Linked DNA regions of Mus musculus: regions 1 and 2 are each linked to region 3. The links are chromatin contacts, called in public Hi-C and HiChIP or PLAC-seq maps. All regions are on one chromosome and are shown on one strand. Each heading gives the region's core, a stretch centred on a gene start, on an enhancer-like site or on the middle of the called end of the contact. The rest is flanking DNA. Distances are from core to core; before and after follow the strand shown. Region 1 overlaps Pde4d (phosphodiesterase 4D, cAMP specific). Region 2 overlaps Pde4d (phosphodiesterase 4D, cAMP specific). Region 3 overlaps Gm32881 (a long non-coding RNA gene).

The links. Hi-C and Micro-C count contacts between places; a contact is called where the count stands out from the background. HiChIP or PLAC-seq counts read pairs in DNA pulled down with a chosen protein or histone mark.
Region 1: an H3K27ac HiChIP or PLAC-seq map of embryonic stem cells shows a contact between it and region 3, with 11 read pairs. The contact joins two enhancer-like sites. A contact is called at or near these places in 1 of 15 datasets of contacts at CTCF or cohesin (the NIH/3T3 cell line), 8 of 484 Hi-C or Micro-C datasets (Sertoli cells, differentiating embryonic stem cells, embryonic stem cells and 1 more), 6 of 115 datasets of contacts at active chromatin or transcription factors (all in embryonic stem cells) and 1 of 9 other capture datasets (embryonic stem cells).
Region 2: a Hi-C map of embryonic stem cells shows a contact between it and region 3, with 4 times the contacts expected there. The contact joins two enhancer-like sites. A contact is called at or near these places in 1 of 39 promoter capture datasets (embryonic stem cells), 1 of 15 datasets of contacts at CTCF or cohesin (the NIH/3T3 cell line), 44 of 484 Hi-C or Micro-C datasets (CD4 T cells, the G1E-ER4 cell line, LSK cells and 18 more), 10 of 115 datasets of contacts at active chromatin or transcription factors (astrocytes, embryonic stem cells and stem cell-derived neural progenitor cells) and 1 of 9 other capture datasets (embryonic stem cells).

What each region holds. Positions count from the first base shown.
Region 1 is chr13:109,631,045-109,634,457 of GRCm38.p6, forward strand. The region is part of intron 3 of Pde4d (phosphodiesterase 4D, cAMP specific); the gene reads left to right. Among named protein-coding and RNA genes, the nearest start is that of Gm32703, 190 kb to the left of the region's middle. Within about 2 kb of position 1,582, at least 128 of the 459 cell types and tissues checked have an H3K27ac peak or open chromatin away from gene starts, as enhancers often do. A contact at or near this core is called in differentiating embryonic stem cells, embryonic stem cells and uterus, where this site is marked.
Region 2 is chr13:109,607,891-109,611,538 of GRCm38.p6, forward strand. The region is part of intron 3 of Pde4d (phosphodiesterase 4D, cAMP specific); the gene reads left to right. Among named protein-coding and RNA genes, the nearest start is that of Gm32703, 170 kb to the left of the region's middle. Within about 2 kb of position 2,106, at least 9 of the 459 cell types and tissues checked have an H3K27ac peak or open chromatin away from gene starts, as enhancers often do. A contact at or near this core is called in the N1E-115 cell line, differentiating embryonic stem cells and embryonic stem cells, where this site is marked.
Region 3 is chr13:110,016,931-110,020,281 of GRCm38.p6, forward strand. It overlaps Gm32881 (a long non-coding RNA gene), which reads left to right. Exons shown (of 5, transcript XR_382897.2): 2 at 116-180; 3 at 2,098-2,314. Among named protein-coding and RNA genes, the nearest start is that of Gm32881, 12 kb to the left of the region's middle. Within about 2 kb of position 1,626, at least 109 of the 459 cell types and tissues checked have an H3K27ac peak or open chromatin away from gene starts, as enhancers often do. A contact at or near this core is called in the N1E-115 cell line, differentiating embryonic stem cells, embryonic stem cells and 1 more, where this site is marked.

The sequences.
Region 1 (3,413 bases), core at 332-2,831, 390 kb before region 3:
GTTTTCTTCCACTCCTAGGACCTGCCTTCCGCGTATGTAATATAGAGCCTTACCCAAAAGCACAAAGGCCATTTGTGAAACAATCATATACAACAAGCTGACCCCCAGAAGTCTTCTTTTAGATTGGAACTTTGAACATCAGCGTTATTAATCTGCCAGACAGCCACCACTCACCTACTGAGTATGTGAGTCAGATAACGAAAGAACACAACTGGCAAAAACCTTCTGTATTGCACATCTCCAAAGCATGTAGCTTTTTCAGAAACCCCTCCCCTCACTGTGCCCGATGCTCAGCTTGTTTAACATTTTAATGCCCCCCCAAATCACGAGAGCATGGGGGGGGAGGGGCTGGAGAGATGGCTCAGCAGTTAAGAGCACTGAACACTGACTGCTCTTCCAGAGGTTCTGAGTTCAAATCCCAGCAAACACGTGGTGGCTTACAACCATCTAGAATGAGATCTGATGCCCTTTCTGGTGTGTCTGAAGAGAGTGACATTGTACTCACATACATAAAATAAATAAATCTTAAGCCTAGTGAGGCTGGGATCGGAGCCAGGAAAAAAAAAAAAAAAAGAATGTTAAGGGTCTTTAACCCTGGTAGGCATGGAGATGGTCCCTTAGGGCGATTAGTCAATTTTGTCCAGTTCAGAGGGGGTTAACATCTTTTTTAGGGTTTCTCCAAGCTTCTCTAATCTTATCCTGGATGTGTAGAGCCCTGCCTTGGTTTACAATGGAGGTCACAAGCAGGCCAGTGCTTGGGCAGGGAGTGATGGAATTAGGCTGTGTTGTCAGCATTAAATACCACTGACTCCTGAGAAGTGATGACGACACCAGGGTGCCTTGAGTCCTTGAGGACACCTTGAAATATATGTCTCCCTGCCGCGCGCGCTGAACTCTGAGACCACACAACTGAGCTCTGTGGATCTCTCAGCCTTTATGTGACTTGAAAGAAGGACGTTTTAAGGGATCTGTTCAAGAGCGAAGAACGGGACAAGACATTGATCTCTGCTGTCAAAGTCACTCCTTATAACTCACTCTGCAAGGTGACACAGTGACATCCCTTTGAGGGAAAGGTTGCCAGGAGTTCTGAAAGTGATCTGCCTGTTTTCATCTCACACTGACTGGCAGGGAGGAGAGGGGTTTTTTTTGTTTGTTTTGTTTTGTTTTTAACAATTACTAAGTTTTTTTTTTACAAGGTTTTCTAATAACGACATTCATACATGTATCTAAGAGAATTTAGAATAAGAAAAAATTATTTGGATAGCCAGAGTTGAAATTTAATACTCCTGTCAAGTTTCCCAGTCCTGGGTCCATGTGTAATTTTCCCTTTCACTACAGGTCACTACTGTTTAACATTCACACTAAGAGTAAGTTGACCCATTGAACCACACCTCCCAGTCTGTGCATCTGCATGTCTGTGGGGGGTGGGGTGGGGGCTATGCTTTTCAGGAGTGGCATGTGGCCCTGCTGTTTAAGCTGGGCTATATTTAAAAGCAGTTTCAAGGGAGTTGTTTCTCACACTAACAAGAGACTGTCTAGGTGAAGCAAGCGCTGTCGCAAAGGGCAAGTGTCACGCAGCAGGAAGTGCTGGCCACCCTTTCCAGCCCTGCCTCAGCCAGCCTGCCACCTCTCTGTCAGCACATACCACCACACTGAAGAAATGCCCTCATTCAGCCACAAGTGCCTCTTGCAGCCTGAAGGGCCTTCCCGCCCCAGGGTCCAGTATCTGCTCTGACATTCTGCTGTTCCTGTGGATCTCTTAGCACTCTCTTTACAAATGGCTTTTGTCTGGGATCCCCTGGGAGTCGCAGTGCCAGGACCATCTCCAAGAACTAGAACAAGATTGCGTTTCTCAAAGTCCTACAGGTATGGCAATTTCCTTTTGGTAGCAAGGGAGGCCTTTTTATCTGCTGTAGGTCCCTTACAAGTAAAACTTTGAGGGAATCTCCTTCATTCACATGGTTGGGTTAATGTCCGGCTCAGCTCCTGGGCTATTGTAAGCATTTGAAATAGTCCTGGGTTTGTGGGGACCTCCTGAGGTCGCAGGAAGTTGCCCAACTCTCAGAGCCCATTCTGAGAGTTGAAAGGTAAACTTGACAAAGCTTGTCAGTTAGTTACAGTTCTGGGATTGGGGGGTGGGGTGTGTGGGGGGTGGATGTATTCATTTGCCTAATCAATTCCTGTCTTGGAAAACAAGCTTGCTAAACTGTAAGCTAAGTCTTTTAACTACTCAGAACAGCTGCTGATTTAATTCGCCCAGCAAACAATAGCAAACTACAGGGCTGTTATTCACAGGGCAAAACCCACATTGCAAAGCTGAAGCTAACTCCGTGACCCACTGGGTGACTCACTTTAAAGTTTGTCTCAAAGAATGAGATACCGTAATTTCGAAGTTAAGGTGTAAGGCGTATTGCATTTCTAGTGAGTTCTCTGGAAGTCACATAACAACTCTCAACCACATGCCTACTACATATTGTCAACTTTGTTTCACAGCAAAGGCTAGTTAATGTTAACCAAATACCTGGCTGTACTGCTGCTGGGAGCTGATGCAGCCACAGTAAATAAAAGGGAAATGGTTTGCATAATCTTAAGAATGGGTCTTTGTTATTTAGGTCAGCTACCAACAAAGTTAGAAACTTATACAGAAATACACACTATTTTGTTTTTGTTTTTAGTTAAATTACGTTCTATGTTGTCTACAGAGAAAACATTTTAAATTTGGATTAAAACATTAATGATTTTATTTGTTGAAAACCAGAGAGAAAACTTTCACCCTAGATTTTTTTTTTAATGAAAACAGCTAGCGTCCGTCATGATGGTATTAATTTATTAAGACATTTGGTGAACGTTGGCAAGCCAGCGCCTGTGGCAAGTGTGCATGAAGGAATATGATTGGCTTGCTTGTTATTGACATGCCACGCCTGATTATGTGTGTTGCATGCCCGGAACGTACTATCACCAAGCCTCCAACATTATTGTGTCCAAGATGTGTGGCTTCTAGGTTTTTCTTACCATGTAGATCTGAAAGCAAGTTCTTTAACACTGTGGGCATCTGCCTGCGGAGTAGAGGGAATAGAAGAAAGCTGCGGCTGGATGAACTGAAGAATCTGGCCTACCCTTTAAAGATGCAGAGTTGAAGTGGTACTTGATTTACAAATGAGTTATAAAATCTCCCCGCCACCACCACCTTTTTTTAAAATCAAAGGCACAGACATTTCCTTGTTTCAAGCTCTGGTCTTTTCCAAATACGTGACCTGGTCTAAGTGAAGAGGGGTTCTCCATTACCTATGTGTCCCACACTTTATTTCTGACATGCTTTATTTAGAGTAAATCGGAGGCTGAAGATAGCACCTCCAGTAGCTGTCAAGGGACAGGTCCCTCCAGGAAACCTTTGTCACTCATTCATTTCCTCT
Region 2 (3,648 bases), core at 856-3,355, 410 kb before region 3:
AGGGTAACCTTAGGACAACTGAAGCTATGACAGCATGAACCTGCTATATCGGAGAAAAGTCTTACATCATATTGCTCTATAAGTACATAAGTATTGTCAAACTACCTGTGTTCCTTCCCTTTTAATCCAGACATTAGGTGTCTTCTTAAAAATCACCTCATCCAGTTAGGAGTTTGAGGGTCTGTTTTATACTCTAATATTTCTTATAGATTACCTTCTTTCTCCCTTTTCATTAATGCTGCATGAGTCCATGGTCAATAAGTTCAACTTTACAGACTTGAGCTGATATGTGACCAGAAGATTCCCCGAGTCTCTTATTTTATTTATAATTCATTTTTCACACTCCATATTCCACTCCCCGCTCCCCCCATCCACCCTCCAACTGTTCCACGTCCCACACCTTCTCCCTACACCACCCCATCTCCACGTAGATGCCCCCATTCCCCACCTCACCTAACCTCCAAATTCCCTGGGGCCTCGAGTCTTCTGAGGATTAGGTGCATCATCTCTGAACGAGCACAGACCCAGAAGTCCTCTACTGTACGTGTGTTGGGGGGCTTCATATCAGCTGGTGTATGCTGTCTATTTGGTGGTCCAGTGTTTAAAAGATCCCCTGAGTCTTTTTTTTGTTTTTTTCGAGACAGGGTTTCTCTGTATAGCTCTGGCTGTCCTGGAACTCACTTTGTAGACCAGGCTAGCTTCGAACTCAGAAATCTGCCTGCCTCTGCCTCCAGAGTGCTGGGATTAAAGGTGTGCGCTACCACGCCCGGCTCCCCGAGCCTTTTATTAAGCTGAACAAACATTTTAAATCTGGAGGAAGAAAAATATAGTATGCAAAATATCCTAAACACCACTAAGCATGGGCCTTCTTCTTTGTTGTTAGACTTTCTGATGGTGTTGGTGAGTCAGAATGAACGTTTTCATATTCAAAACGGCAAATACAGGCACATTTCTTAAACAAACCTCAGGATTGTGAGAAATTACCTTCCAGGGTAGAGGATTCCAAGAGTGGAAACATTTTTACATTAAATGATCGTGATTCAAATATTATGATGAATTTTAATTTAGCAGGCAATTAACTCTAATGGAGGAAGCTATCACCTGACAGTGGGTTAACTTGCATTATTCCCTGGTACAGCCACGCTGTTCTTCTTGTGACTAGAAATTCATCCTGCCTCCCCCAGCTAAGGTCAAGGATCCTGTAGGACTTACAGAGGTTCTGGGGCTGGTAGGAAATTGTTTCAGATGCGTGTGCAGCAAGGCTCAGAGCATGGCTTAAAAGTGGAAGATGGCTCTGCTCCTCTCAAATTCTTTCATCTTCCAGAATAGTCACACTCCAGTGAGCGTACCCAAAACTCTTAAAAGTCCAATTAGAAAAATGGTCTTAATTGCCAAGCCAGTGATGTAACAATTATTTGACTCTTGGAGTCGGGGGCTGGGGGGATTGTTATTGTTTAACTGGACTCAAAAGATAAATATTCCGTGCAGATTCCGTAGAAATTTCCTTGGCTGTTTCCTGATCATTAACATGGTTTTTAACTCAGGTTCACAGGGAAGAGCTATTGCATCAATAATCTGCTCTTTTGTTTCATTGTAATGAACTGGTCACACATGCTCACATTATCTCTAATTAAAATTGCGAATTTAAAACAAAGAGTGTGGGAGTGGAAAATAAGACTCTATGGTACCTCTATCTGACCCAAGGCACCACCCGTCCCTATACCCTCTACCATGGAAATACCTCTACCATGTCTGTTTCCCATGGACATGGTATCCTAGAGGCATAAGACTAAGGGAGAAAGTGCACTCTGCGAACTGAGAGAGGATTGAAGGACAAATATGGGGAGACCTATTTTTTTTAAGATCCTGGGAAGCAGAGGGTGACAGCGAAATTGGTGTTAGGCACATTCATAGGGAGGTGCTTCCTGGATCAAAGGTGGAGGATGTGTACGAATGGCTCCCTGAAATCCTAAACCAACCCTTTGGAGGCTTCAAAACGGAAAAGGTTTTAGATAAGGTGTTAGCTGTCCAGTTGTGGGCTGCAGGGGGGTTCTTCTCCCTGACAAGGCTTGGTATGGATCTTGTGCAAGAGCACACTGCCCTCTGCTGGAGAATTCCACAAAGTGGGAGACCCAGACAACTGCATTTCAGCATCCAGTAAGGGCTGCACGGAGAATGTTGAAATCTAAAGCAGAAGGGACCATGCACATTCTACCTCATGAAGGCAGTGCACCCCTCTAGGAAAGGAAGCCTCTTTCAGTGAATAGGCCCTTAGACCTTTGTACAGTGACATCCCCTTGGATGTCTAATGAATGCTGGGTTCCCACCCAACTGCCCAGTATTGAAATCCAACAAAGAAAAAAAAAAATTGAGAAAAGGAAGTGGTACCTAAGTAGTATGTATAAGACAGAATAACAAAGGTCATGGTCAATCAAAAGACTTGTAGAAGCCGAGAGTTGCTGTTGCCAAATTGAATTAAGTGTCTCTGTCGAAAGATTTTTAAAATACTATGAGAATCAAAACAGATGAAAAGCCAAAAATCTAGAAAAGAAACTCTCAGAGAGAAGATGGGAACAACAGAAGGCACTGGGACTGGTAGTGATCCGGGAAGGGGAAGATGCTAAACAATGATGAGGTAGTTATGCTCGGGAAGCCGGGTGTGGCTGTGCAAGCCTTTAATTCCTGCACTTGGGAGACAGAGACAGACAGATCACAGAGTTCAAGGCCAGCCTGGTCCACAGAGTGAGTTTCAGGACAGCCAGGATTATACAGAGAAACCCTGTCCCCAAAACAAGCAAGCAAGCATACAAACAAACAAACAAAAACCCTAATATACGAATAAAACAAGAAAATTTCCTATAACTAGAAGAAATGGGATAGTTTAGATCCTGGATATGAGGAATTAAAAATAAAAAGGACCTTGCTAAGAAATATGCTCAGGATATTTCATAGCGCTTGACATATGCAGATATTCAAAGCCTTCAAAACAATAAAATAAGAAAAAGGGAAGAGGAGACAAAATATCTAAAGCCATCAGAATTAAACTGATGTCAGAATGACTCAGCAGCTACCAAAGGTGAAAAGAAGAGACACCAGCTTGAACTCTGGTGCATTCATGGTACAGATGTCATTGGAGTGGACAACCGCTTTCTGATTGCATTTAGAGCCTACTCCACAGGATGAAACCCAGGCCTGGCACCATTATCCAGCTGAGAGCCTGTGGCTAGATCCTAGAAGAGAACTTGGTACTATTGATCAGCTAAGTGGGTATGGAATTAATCCAACTCTTCCTGATTTATCTTTATTCTCATAGATTAAAGCACCTCTAGTTTTCACCAGAGAGGCAATGTTTGCAGTGGATGCTTGGCATGAAGAGATCCACAACTGGGCAGAGTACAGAGAATGGGAGACTTCAGAGTGTTCAGGCCCAGGGGAGTATAGTACCATACCTCAACTCCCCAAAGGCTTAGGGACCATTGCAGAGGAGTAGATTGTGAGGAATGTGGCTACCAGAGGGAGTGAAAAACTACAGGGAAGCAGAGTCTCCTGGAAACAGGAAGGTGACTGCACATGTGAGCTTGTGGCTGTCCTGGCAGCATGCATAGGGCCCATTTAAGCCCAAGCCAGACCAAATCCCAGCATGACAGG
Region 3 (3,351 bases), core at 376-2,875:
CCTCTGAGGGCCCCAAGCGTGCAAGTGGTTCAGAGATGTAACGTAAGCAAACTACTCATACACACACATTTTTTTAAAGGAAAAGCATATCTCACTTGCCTTTTTCTTGGAACAGATGGTACAGTTGTACGTTTGGGGACATGCATTGAAGTCTTACTCCTGACAACTGTGAAGAACACAGTAAGCATCTCATTTTGAATTTTGCGGAAAAGAAACAGACATTTAGTGTGTTTCAGTCACTGCTACTTTGATGTTCTGTGGCCCGACACACACGTATAACCAACCAGTCACCAAGGGAACCCCAGCTCTAACCTCATCGGCTTTCTCTGCTGATGTTGACGCTAATGATTCTAATGATGTAGCTGCTGTTGTTTGTTTTGGGACCAGCCACAGAACATCTGGAGGTACCAGGCTGGCAAAATGGCTCAGTGGTTAAGAGAAGAATGCTCTACCAATCTGTCCCCATAAAATTGGAGACATTTTCCCCAACTAGTAATAGAATCACCCAAGCCCTACCTGTTGTGTTCTCAATGGTGAATGCAATGGTGAATGGCTCTCCAAAGCCATGGCGATTTCCTTTGCAACACAGCACTGTGCCCTCATACAGTTTGTTATTTCACCCTTCCTGCTCCCAGTTCGTGATAAAACTCAGAGCCTAGGATGTCGTGTGGAGCTCACAGCACCTGCCCGTCAAACTTTTTCCTCACAGAGACACTTTTTAATGTTGCAGATACTGTACACTGGTTTCCACAGTGTCCCTTCCAGCCTCTTGTTTCTTCTCCACTGCAGAGGCAGGGAATTAGAGAGGTAGGTGCCTTGGAGCCTGGTTCAGGATGCAGGCACACACTACTGTGGAGGAAGTGACCTGTATGAATCAGAGATTACTTCCAGGGAGCTGGGCTTTCTTTGCTCTCTGGGTGGCTGAAGCCTGTTTACCTTTTATATTGATGACAGGCTTTGTTCCTGGTCCCCAGGGGATTACTGATACAGAACAGCTTGCAATCGAACCAATAATTTAAACCTTAGCAGCCTTTTGGTTTTCTTGGCACCTACATCCACCCTTGTCTTACTGGGCTTATAAACTCTTCTACAAGCTGCTTCACATACTCCTTTCTTGTTTAAAGCAGTGTGAGTTGGTTATTTTGCCTACAGCTAAGTATTTGATCCAATACATGCTTGTGAGTTTGTGTCTCAAAAAACAACACACACACACACACACACAACCAATCAATTAAAAACCTTCTTGTAATTAAGAAAAGGGCACTCCTTCTGGTAAAAGGAAATCTGAGATACTCTAAATCAGTGATTTCTCTGGAAGGTTTATAATATTGATTCTAGTGAGGGAGAAACTATTAGGAAACGGGTTAAGAGATTTATCTAGACATGTTTATGTAATATTAACATTTAAGATAGAGATGTTGCAAGTGAATAAATGTGTCTGTATATGACCAAATGCTCTATTGCTGTGTATAAGAAGTAAAAATAATATGGAGATCGCTGGTTTGAGTGAACCCTTGGTGCTTTTCTGTGACTTTTTTTTAAACCATTCGGTTCTGCCACGTTCAGAGCATTCTGTAGAGTGCCATCTGCTGGCGACTCCGTTCACCTTCAGTGCTGATCGCGGTGTTCCCTGGCAGCTGTGTGTGCAAAGCGGTGAAGGGTAGAAAAAGGAACCTGCTTGTGGGAGTGGATGAAGGAGGGAACTCCACTGGTCCAGAGGAAGCAAAAGGCTTGGAAAGAACCAGAGGGAACCGTGAGCCCTGTGGGCACAGAGGGAGAAGTAATAAACCATACTCTAGGGCACAGTGTCATGTGGCAAAAGAAATCGCGTGGCTCGGGATAGAAAGCAGGGAGCGCATTCACCATTGCGAATAGAAAAGTCAGGGCGCAGGTAGCCAGAGGGGCGGTTCCTCTCGCTCATCTGCATTCCTTTTGTCTGGAGTTAGGGTGGGGTCGTATCAGAAAATAAAGGTTCCTTATGGCTAACCTCCTCCTCCTCCCGGTTAAGCAATAATCTTTAACAACAACAACAAACAACAACAACCAAAACTTGCTTCCTAACCACATAAAACAGCCCGAGACTCTTCCTCTCCGCAGACAGTGATGTGATTTTCCTGTCTTGATCTTGCTCATCCTTGAGACAACAGCTCCCCTGGGGGGACTCTGGCTGCCAAGAAGGTTAGAAGAGAGCAGCATTTCTCTTGGTCAGCTCAAGGTCACTCACTAACGTCAGAGGTGGCAGCTCCCTGGGATCTGAGACCTGAACAATGACAATTTTGCGTCCCAGTAGCTGTCTGTGTCCTTAATCTGACGGGTGAGTGAAACTATCAAGTGGGCATTTTTCTCCCTGGGATGAGGTGTCTGAACTTTGATCGGGATGCACGGGGGCACTGGGAGTTGAAGACGTCACCAGAGTCTACCCCCTTGCGGAGAAGCACAGTGGGGACGAGATTAATCTCAAAGAGCCGGGGAGAGGAAACAAAAGAAGTGACTCTGAGAAAGAGGAGGGAGGTTAGAGGAGTCAACCCCACCCACCAAGGCCAGGCAGCTGGAGGCCTCCTAGAGAAGGGTGCCTCGTTAGAATAACAAGTAGGAGTGGACAGAGGAGGGGGCTGGAAGGAGGGCGCCACGGAGTCACCTTCAGAGCAAAGGAGTAAAGATGCTAATATCTTCGGGGTTCTGTGACAGCACTGTGGGAGTGTGCAGGAGAGCGAACCCGCAGTGCTGACAGCGAGGGGTGGGGCGCTGAAAGCCAGAGGAGAAGGTCCTGAGCAGATGTTCCCGCCCACATTTCAAACCACAGTAACAATGAAAGGCCCTTGGGGTTGGGGGTGGGGTGGGGTGCTGGGGCTGGGGCCCTGAGGATTTGTAGATATCCTCGGGTTTGCCACCTGAAGACAGGTCAAGTGACCTTTACCTGCCAAGAGTGGGTGGGAAGCAGGACAAAGCTGAGAACTTATTGTTTGTATGGTTTAGCCTCAGCAGGCTCCCTGGATATTGGAGCCAGAGCTGTGTAGGACAGAGGGGTGTTTGCCTTCAGGGCGCCTTGTGGCCCCTCCTGGGATTTGCAGTCTTTGGTGAGGCTTGTAACTTCTCTGGCCTCATTTCGGTCTGGGGCATGGCAGTACTCAGTTCTCACACGGCCTTTACTGAGTGGCAGCCACTTGACTCACTGCTACAAGCACTGTAAGGGTGCCACATCGCTCGGACGACGACGGTGCTGTCACCATTTCTCAGGTAGAAAGGATGAGCACAGCAGTGTCAGGGACACACAGAATGTAGGGATTGGAGGAACTAGTCGGAAGCTCTCCTGGCTTCTGCCAGAGCGCGAGCTCCCACCCGCTGGCCTGC